Linked DNA regions of Oryzias latipes: region 2 is linked to region 1. Evidence: chromatin contacts called from public Hi-C data. All regions are on one chromosome and are shown on one strand. Each heading gives the region's core, a stretch centred on a gene start, on an enhancer-like site or on the middle of the called end of the contact. The rest is flanking DNA. Distances are from core to core; before and after follow the strand shown.

Evidence for each region. A called contact is a pair of places that touch in the nucleus more often than the background predicts.
Region 2: a Hi-C map of gastrula embryo shows a contact between it and region 1, with 2.7 times the contacts expected there. The contact joins the promoter of LOC101160967 here to the promoter of nol9 in region 1. A contact is called at or near these places in 3 of 5 Hi-C or Micro-C datasets (embryo, fibroblasts and gastrula embryo).

Annotation. Positions count from the first base shown.
Region 1 is chr7:24,226,590-24,229,995 of ASM223467v1, reverse strand. It overlaps nol9 (polynucleotide 5'-hydroxyl-kinase NOL9), which reads right to left and starts at 1,643. Exons shown (of 13, transcript XM_004086291.3): 1 at 1,444-1,643; 2 at 691-1,164; 3 at 404-614; 4 at 187-317. The coding sequence starts at 1,158. It overlaps LOC101161711 (telomere zinc finger-associated protein), which reads left to right and starts at 2,196. Exons shown (of 11, transcript XM_004086297.4): 1 at 2,196-2,453; 2 at 3,327-3,406. The coding sequence starts at 3,340.
Region 2 is chr7:24,410,055-24,413,460 of ASM223467v1, reverse strand. LOC101160967 (iroquois-class homeodomain protein IRX-1-like) reads right to left here and starts at 1,700. Exons shown (of 2, transcript XM_023956887.1): 1 at 1-1,700.

The sequences.
Region 1 (3,406 bases), core at 394-2,893:
ACTAGTTTCTAGAAAATGACACAGGTTCGGTTTGATTTGGACTAAAAACAATACAATCATAATTAAAAGACCACTGGGAACGCTTTTACACTAGATCAAAGGATGATCGATTGGGCCTTTAAAGGATTGAGCAAATACGTTTGATGATTAAAATGTAAAAAGCTGAGAGGGAATTCTTAGGCTTACCGCTGGGGGGCTGAACAGCTCGCTCAGATGAGTGAAGCTGGACAGAAAGCGGGTCAAAGGCGTCTCCATGGGCTCAAGCAGGATGACCGAGGATGCCAGCATTATCTTCTTCAGCAACTTCTTCCGTGATGCTGCAGGCAAAGAGCACTTTGATGAATAAAAAGCTGAAGATTTTTCTTTTCTTTTCGATTGTTAAAACTTTCTTTGAGTTCCATACCCGGTGGAAGGTACTTTTGTAGAATCTGCGACGCCTCTGTTCGGTCATTTCGGTGGAAGTGTGAGGTTTCCAGAGCCCTGATGGTGAGGGGACAGTGCGACGCCGGGGAGTAGACAGGGTAGGACTTCTGGCCCTCTTCGATAGTGAATCCCATCACTTCCACACGGCCATAGAGACAAGTCAAAAAGCACTTCCCTCTGAAACATAAGGTCTAAAAAAAATTAAACCATAATGTAAATCACAAAAGCTTTATAAGTTTACTCGGTTAGTTAGCATGCTAAACCTACTTGATCTTGCTGCATGACCAGCACAGCATGGTTCTGTCGATCATCTCTCTGTGCACAGTGATGGAGAGCCTCTCCTTCCAGTCTACCAAACTTGACATCCCACGTCTCCCCTGTGGTCTGCAATCCATTTCTGTGAATTATCTGGGAATACTCCTTCAACTGTTGCAGGTCCTCTACCTCCTCATCCAAAGTGAACATGGAGCTTCCGTTAGTCTGAGGGTTCGTTTTCCTAACTCCAGACTCCGAAGGCTTGCTCTTGTTGTGGTCAGAGACCGTTTTTGCTTTATTTTTTAGCCTCTTCACAGACGGCTTTTTCTTGGCAGAGACCTGATGCTCCTTTACCACCCTGACCATGACGGGGCTGGAGTTCAGATCAGAGGACTTGATGGAGGGTCTGCATCTTTTGCTCCTCACGTCTTTCCACTTCTGAGATTTCCCTTTGACCTGCGCTTGTTTGTTCACCTTCATGATCACCTAATCAAAGATGGGGACAAAAAGGAGGAGAAGACTCACTGAAGCAGGAGGCGACACAGGAAACTGAATAGTTAGCCAAAGCTACACTCGGCTACAAACTCAGAAGGAAAGCAATAGCTTTGTGTTTGTTAAGAAGAAACACGATTTTACAACAGTATTATGACAAAACTATTTTTGAAATAACAAATTAATTTAAATGGCTAGCGTACCAATACAGGTTTTTCCCGTGTTAGCATTAGCTGCTAGCCTACCTATTTCAGAATGATGGGAAATGCTTACCTCTTAGAAAGAAAACCCGAGGCGCAGCTGTAAAGAGCTCCAACTGCCGCTGTATTAGCCAGGTAGGTAGTAAAACTGATTACCTCATATCAAAGAAGAGGCTCATTTGTGCAAGCAATGCTACTAGCATGCTAGCAGACGCGTGTGAACCAACGGGCTTTTCGTGGGTTGGATCAATCAAACGAAGGTCGGGATGTGATTGGCTGTCACGTTGTTAGGCAACGAAAATCCGCGATGTACTGTTTTTTCCCCTTTAACTTAAAAAAATTGTGTTTACATTTTGACCAACTACATAAACATTTTGAACAAAAAAAAACAATAGTTAAAAAAAATTATTAAAATACTCTTCCATGCGTTTTTGTATCTGTGCTGTGTCAACTATTAATTTCCCATTTTTGCTTAGTGTCTTCCATTAATTAATACAAATATTTATCAGTTTATTTATCAGTCAATTTCTTTAATTTAACTCTATATATTATAAACAGAGATAGAGTTAAAACGGGTTGTTAAAAAGTGTGTTTGCGACTGGTCCAATTTCCCAGTTATCTTGGGGTAAAAAAATGGCCGGCAGCAACTGTCCAAGAGTGATATTGTTTTTATGTGACGCATCCGTTTTTCATAAAAAATCAGTTAAAAAAAACGATGTTACTTAACGAACAATATAAAAATATAAAATATAAATAGTTATTTAGTTCGATAGTCAAACAGAATTTTGGAAAACTAAAGTTTATTGTGGGACAACAGCAACCTTTCCCGGAGTTAAATGTGAGCGGCGTCACATCCTCTTCCTTCTGCTGCTTTTGGGGCCTTCACGAAACGAAAACAATACGGACGATGCGTTATTTTTGTGTTTTACATTTATATGCGCCTGGCAGCTTGACTGGACGCGGTTTGTCTCCAGGTTCTAGTTAAATAGATGTCCTGCAGACCTTCTGATGAGGCGCAGATTTCCCGGCGCGGCTGGCTTAGGGAGCGTCTTTAAAGATCCTCGAACGAAAATAAACGTGGAGGTGCGTACTTGGGGAGCTGGGGAATCGCTCACAAAAATGTCAGGACCTAATCATCCAATGTTAAAAATATACATTTATTCTGTTGGCAAGACTCTCTTTAAAAATTTAGTTATTTCAATACATTGATTTTTCCCAATTGGAAGATAAAAATGAAAATATTTTCTTCAAAAATATCTTTGCAGCTTCAACATATAATTTTAGAAATTGTTTATTTTAAGAGGGACTACTTATTGTAGAGAAAGCTGTCCTAAAAAATTCAGAATTATGAAATGCAAAAATACCATTTTGTATTCAAATTTAACTTTATTTAAAAACACATTTACTGTTTTTATTAGGACTAAAGAACTTTTTTTCCCTTAAATATATAGTAATTTGATAACATTTATAGCATTTTTCTTCAATAATTACGCTTAAAAGACCATAAAATTCAAATGATAATAGAAAAGATATTTAGGCGCAAAAGTCAAAATACAAATTTCTACTGTCACTTAAGAAAAAACCCTGAATTCTTCATCAAAGTTAATGAGTTATTAATGGAAACATCTATCGTTCAGCTTTTTTTTGTGTGTGTGGGAAAATGATAAAAAATGAGGCATTATAAAAGAAAATCTTTAGAAAATAAGATGGCCTTATTCGTTATTAACATCAAACTTCCACAGTAGGTTTAAAAGTAGCAGCTTTAACTGGATAACTTAGCAAAGTGCAGAACAAAGTTTTTGTATTAAAAAAATAAGGTTGTGATGCCTTTTTTGTGAAGTACATGCTGGTACACTAAGTAAAAATAATATTTATATATTGCATAAATGATTTTCAGTGTACTGTTTATTTAGCATAAACTAACAAATTCATGAACTGCTGTTTATGTGGTTGCAGTGAAACTGGAAAAATGCGTGCTGCGGAGAGCCATCATGCGAGGCGCGTTCTTTCCTCTCTCAACCAGCAGAGGGCGACGG
Region 2 (3,406 bases), core at 451-2,950, 180 kb before region 1:
GTTAACACCATTGACTGTCAGCTGCGTTCAAAAGACCTGCGGCTTTCACAGGCAGCAAATCCCATCAAAGACGCTCCTCGCTGTTCCTTTTAGTGCGCTTCTCTTGGAAATGAGAGTTTCTCCTCCAACTCTGGACTGAAAGCAAAACCTTTGGAGGCGCAACCGAAACCTGCGAACCATCTTGGATCTTTGTAAACTTTTAGCAAATGCGTAAAAGTTCGCAAATGTTCTGAGATCATCACAGACTTCTGTGAGTGGAATATACAAACACCCAAATGAAGTTAGGGGACTGCGCATTGGTTTGGTTGGTTTTTCGCACGTTTTGAAACATGTATAATTGGGTTTCCTGTTCGTTTGATCTCAATTTTCTGACACTTTTTGCGTCAAAACCTGCAGAGAAATCTGCGGAAAAGCAGCCAAACATCAGATCCCTCCCACGTAGACTCCCATTGCCATGACTGACATTCATGCATCTCATGCATTTTCTGCCAAAATGATAGAACGCAATGATGAAACGCATCACAGTCACGAAATTATGCGTGAAAGCGAGTTTCACGCACGCGTAAAAACCTCCCGAAAAGTTTTGCTGATTCCGGATTTCCTGCAGGGATTTCTGCTCCGTTAACGCATCCCAAACCAAGGCCGCAACAAAGCGCGCAATTCAGAGTAATCAAATGGCTCTAATTAAACGAGGTGAAGTGAAGCAAGTGTTGACTAATGTATATGATAATTGCGCGATAACAGATGCGCGCGCCAGTGGGTCACAGATAAGAGAGGATTATTCTTGCGCGCGCGTCCCCCCCGTCCTGTCCTTCAGAGGAGGCCTGGTTCAGGTCTGGACGCAGGAGCAGCTTTTTATGAACAGCTGCAGAAAACCAGTTAAAAAGCAGCAGAGTCATGGTGTGGTGACTCATCAAATTACGAGGTTATTAACGTCTTTCACACATGTAGGATAAACTAGTTTGACATTTGCTTAAATGGTTTTGTACTTTGTAAATCTTTCATGAATTATTATTTTTTGTTTTATTAGTTTTTAAAGTTTCCAAAAAAAAATAAGTTATGGATCTGCGCAGATGCCGTTTTATGTTCAGTATTGTTGCCGTAAATGCAGAAATACCTGAAGAATCTGTCAGAATTAGCTAATTGCCATCAAGAATGTTGCTTTATTATGTATTTTGACTTTATTTTCTACTCTTTTTGCTCCATTTTGCTAAAAGATGTGCAGGTCAAGCAACAGACTTTAAATAAAATCTTCAAATGAGTTATTTTATAAAAGGGTGTTGGACTTAAAATGTGTTTTTGTTTGTTTGTTTGTTCTAAGATTAAACTTTGGAAAAAATAAAAAAATTACTAATGTAATTTGACACAGAAACAAGTTCTGACAGCTGAATGTCCAAAGCCTCGGTGTTTACTGGTTTTCTTCTATTTCTTTTTTTTTTTTTTTGTAGATTTTAGAGTAAAACAGTTAAAGAAAACAAAAAATGATGTTCTAATGTGATTTCAGCTGCCAGCTTTTAAATATATTTCAATACATATCCAGTATGTGCAGTTTTTTAATTAACGTATAAGAAAATAATTCTCCTAAAAAATCAGGGATTTTCGTTTGGATTTTTGAATGAATATTTTTGTCTTACAGAAGAAAAAAAATCTGTTAAAGCAAGAAAAATTACATTTCTGTTTCTATTTTCTTTACAAATTTAGCCAGATATCAGTGTAACCCTTGTGCTATCCTAGGCACTTTAACATTGGGAGTTGGGTCATCTAGACCCACTAAACAGTGCTCTGAACCTTTTTTCTTCAATGATTTGTGATCTTCACTGGTGTCCATGGATTACAAGCAATCTTTCCACCTTTGTCATGGTAGGGACAACACGTCAATGCAAGGGTGGGGTCATCTAAGATAGCACAAGTGTTAACTGACATATATTTACCCCCCAAAAAGGAAAAAAAATGTCAATGTTTGTGTTTTATTCTTGAAATCTTAAAGTTCTAATTTTCTCAGATATTTTTCAAGGATGATTCACACATCAAGTATTAATTTATCTATTTGGTTGTTTGTTAGTATTTTACATAAAAAAGACATCATGTAACTTTTTTTTTTGTTTTCTATGCATTTTGTGATCCAAACCTCTGTATGTTTATACAGTGAATAAAAACTAAGTTTGAAAAAATATGAAAGCCACAATTTCGAATTGATGATGTTGAAATTAAAGTTTTCTTTATGGCAATGTAAGTTTTTCCTAACAGGTTTTGTCAAAAGTTGTGTTCTGATTTTAAGTCTTACATAAAAAGAAGTGTCTTCTCCTCATCAGGTGATATTTACAGCTCCTTTTCTGAACTTTGACCTTTGATCTCCTGACAAAAAGAAAAAAAAGAACAGAAACATTTGATTCTGTTTTTTTTATTTTTTGTGTGTCTTAAAGCCCAAATAAATTCAGGATTAATTCAAACGATCTGTTGGGTTGGAGTGAGGAAAAAAAAAAAGAAGCAAATAAGCAGAAAAGAAAACCTGGTGAATGTGAAGAGAAAGGAGGAATTCATGTGGGTGGGGTCCTTGTAGCCCAGAGCAAATTTGTCCAAGAGCAACAATGGGCCGAACGGAGTGCAAAGAGGAGGCAGCTTATGGTATCAGCGCTCCTCGTCTCTCCACACCAACGGCTCAGGGGCTGCTGCTGCTTTTGTCGGAGAATTTCCTTCATCCTCTTCCTCTTTTGGCAGCCCGGCCTCGGTGCAGGTGTTGTCGTCTCTCTGACGGCCTTCCGCTGTTTGCCGTGAGGATGTCGCTCGTTTACGGGGCGGGGGGGGAGGGAAGAAAAGTCACCAAATGGAAGACGACCAAACAGATAGCAGGAGATGCCACAGAGGATGGAGGGATCCGTATCCCCAGATAAGCTGTTCCCAAACGGTCCTCCTTTATCTGCAAATCCTGGCATTTTCACTCTGATTAGTGGATAACCAGATGGGCCCGCTGTTGGATTTAAATGCAGAAACTCAGTGCAAGTGCTTTGATGAGCGAGTCGGGGCAATGTTGAAAGGCGTGACCTCAATTACAGGCCGTCCCCTTTACCTGCAAGCCGACAAAAGGCCCTAAACGTGTCATTAGAGCAGCGTGAAGGAGGCCAAAGCTCAGAGGAATCCACACAACCTTTCACACCTTCCTCCCGCTTGTTCGTTTACCTTTGCTGCACTTCATTCAGGGGGGGGAAACAAAAATATTCAAATGCCTGCCGCAACATTTTTTTTTTCTTCCCCCATAAAGGAACGGAAAACCCGAAACATCATTCAGGTAAACAGCCATAACCGAATTCTGCAGAAACACAAATGGGAGATGTAAGCAAAGTGGGAATCTTATCAAAGCTCTCCCACCTACCCACTATTTAACCCCCCCCTGCTGCTGCCGCCTCAG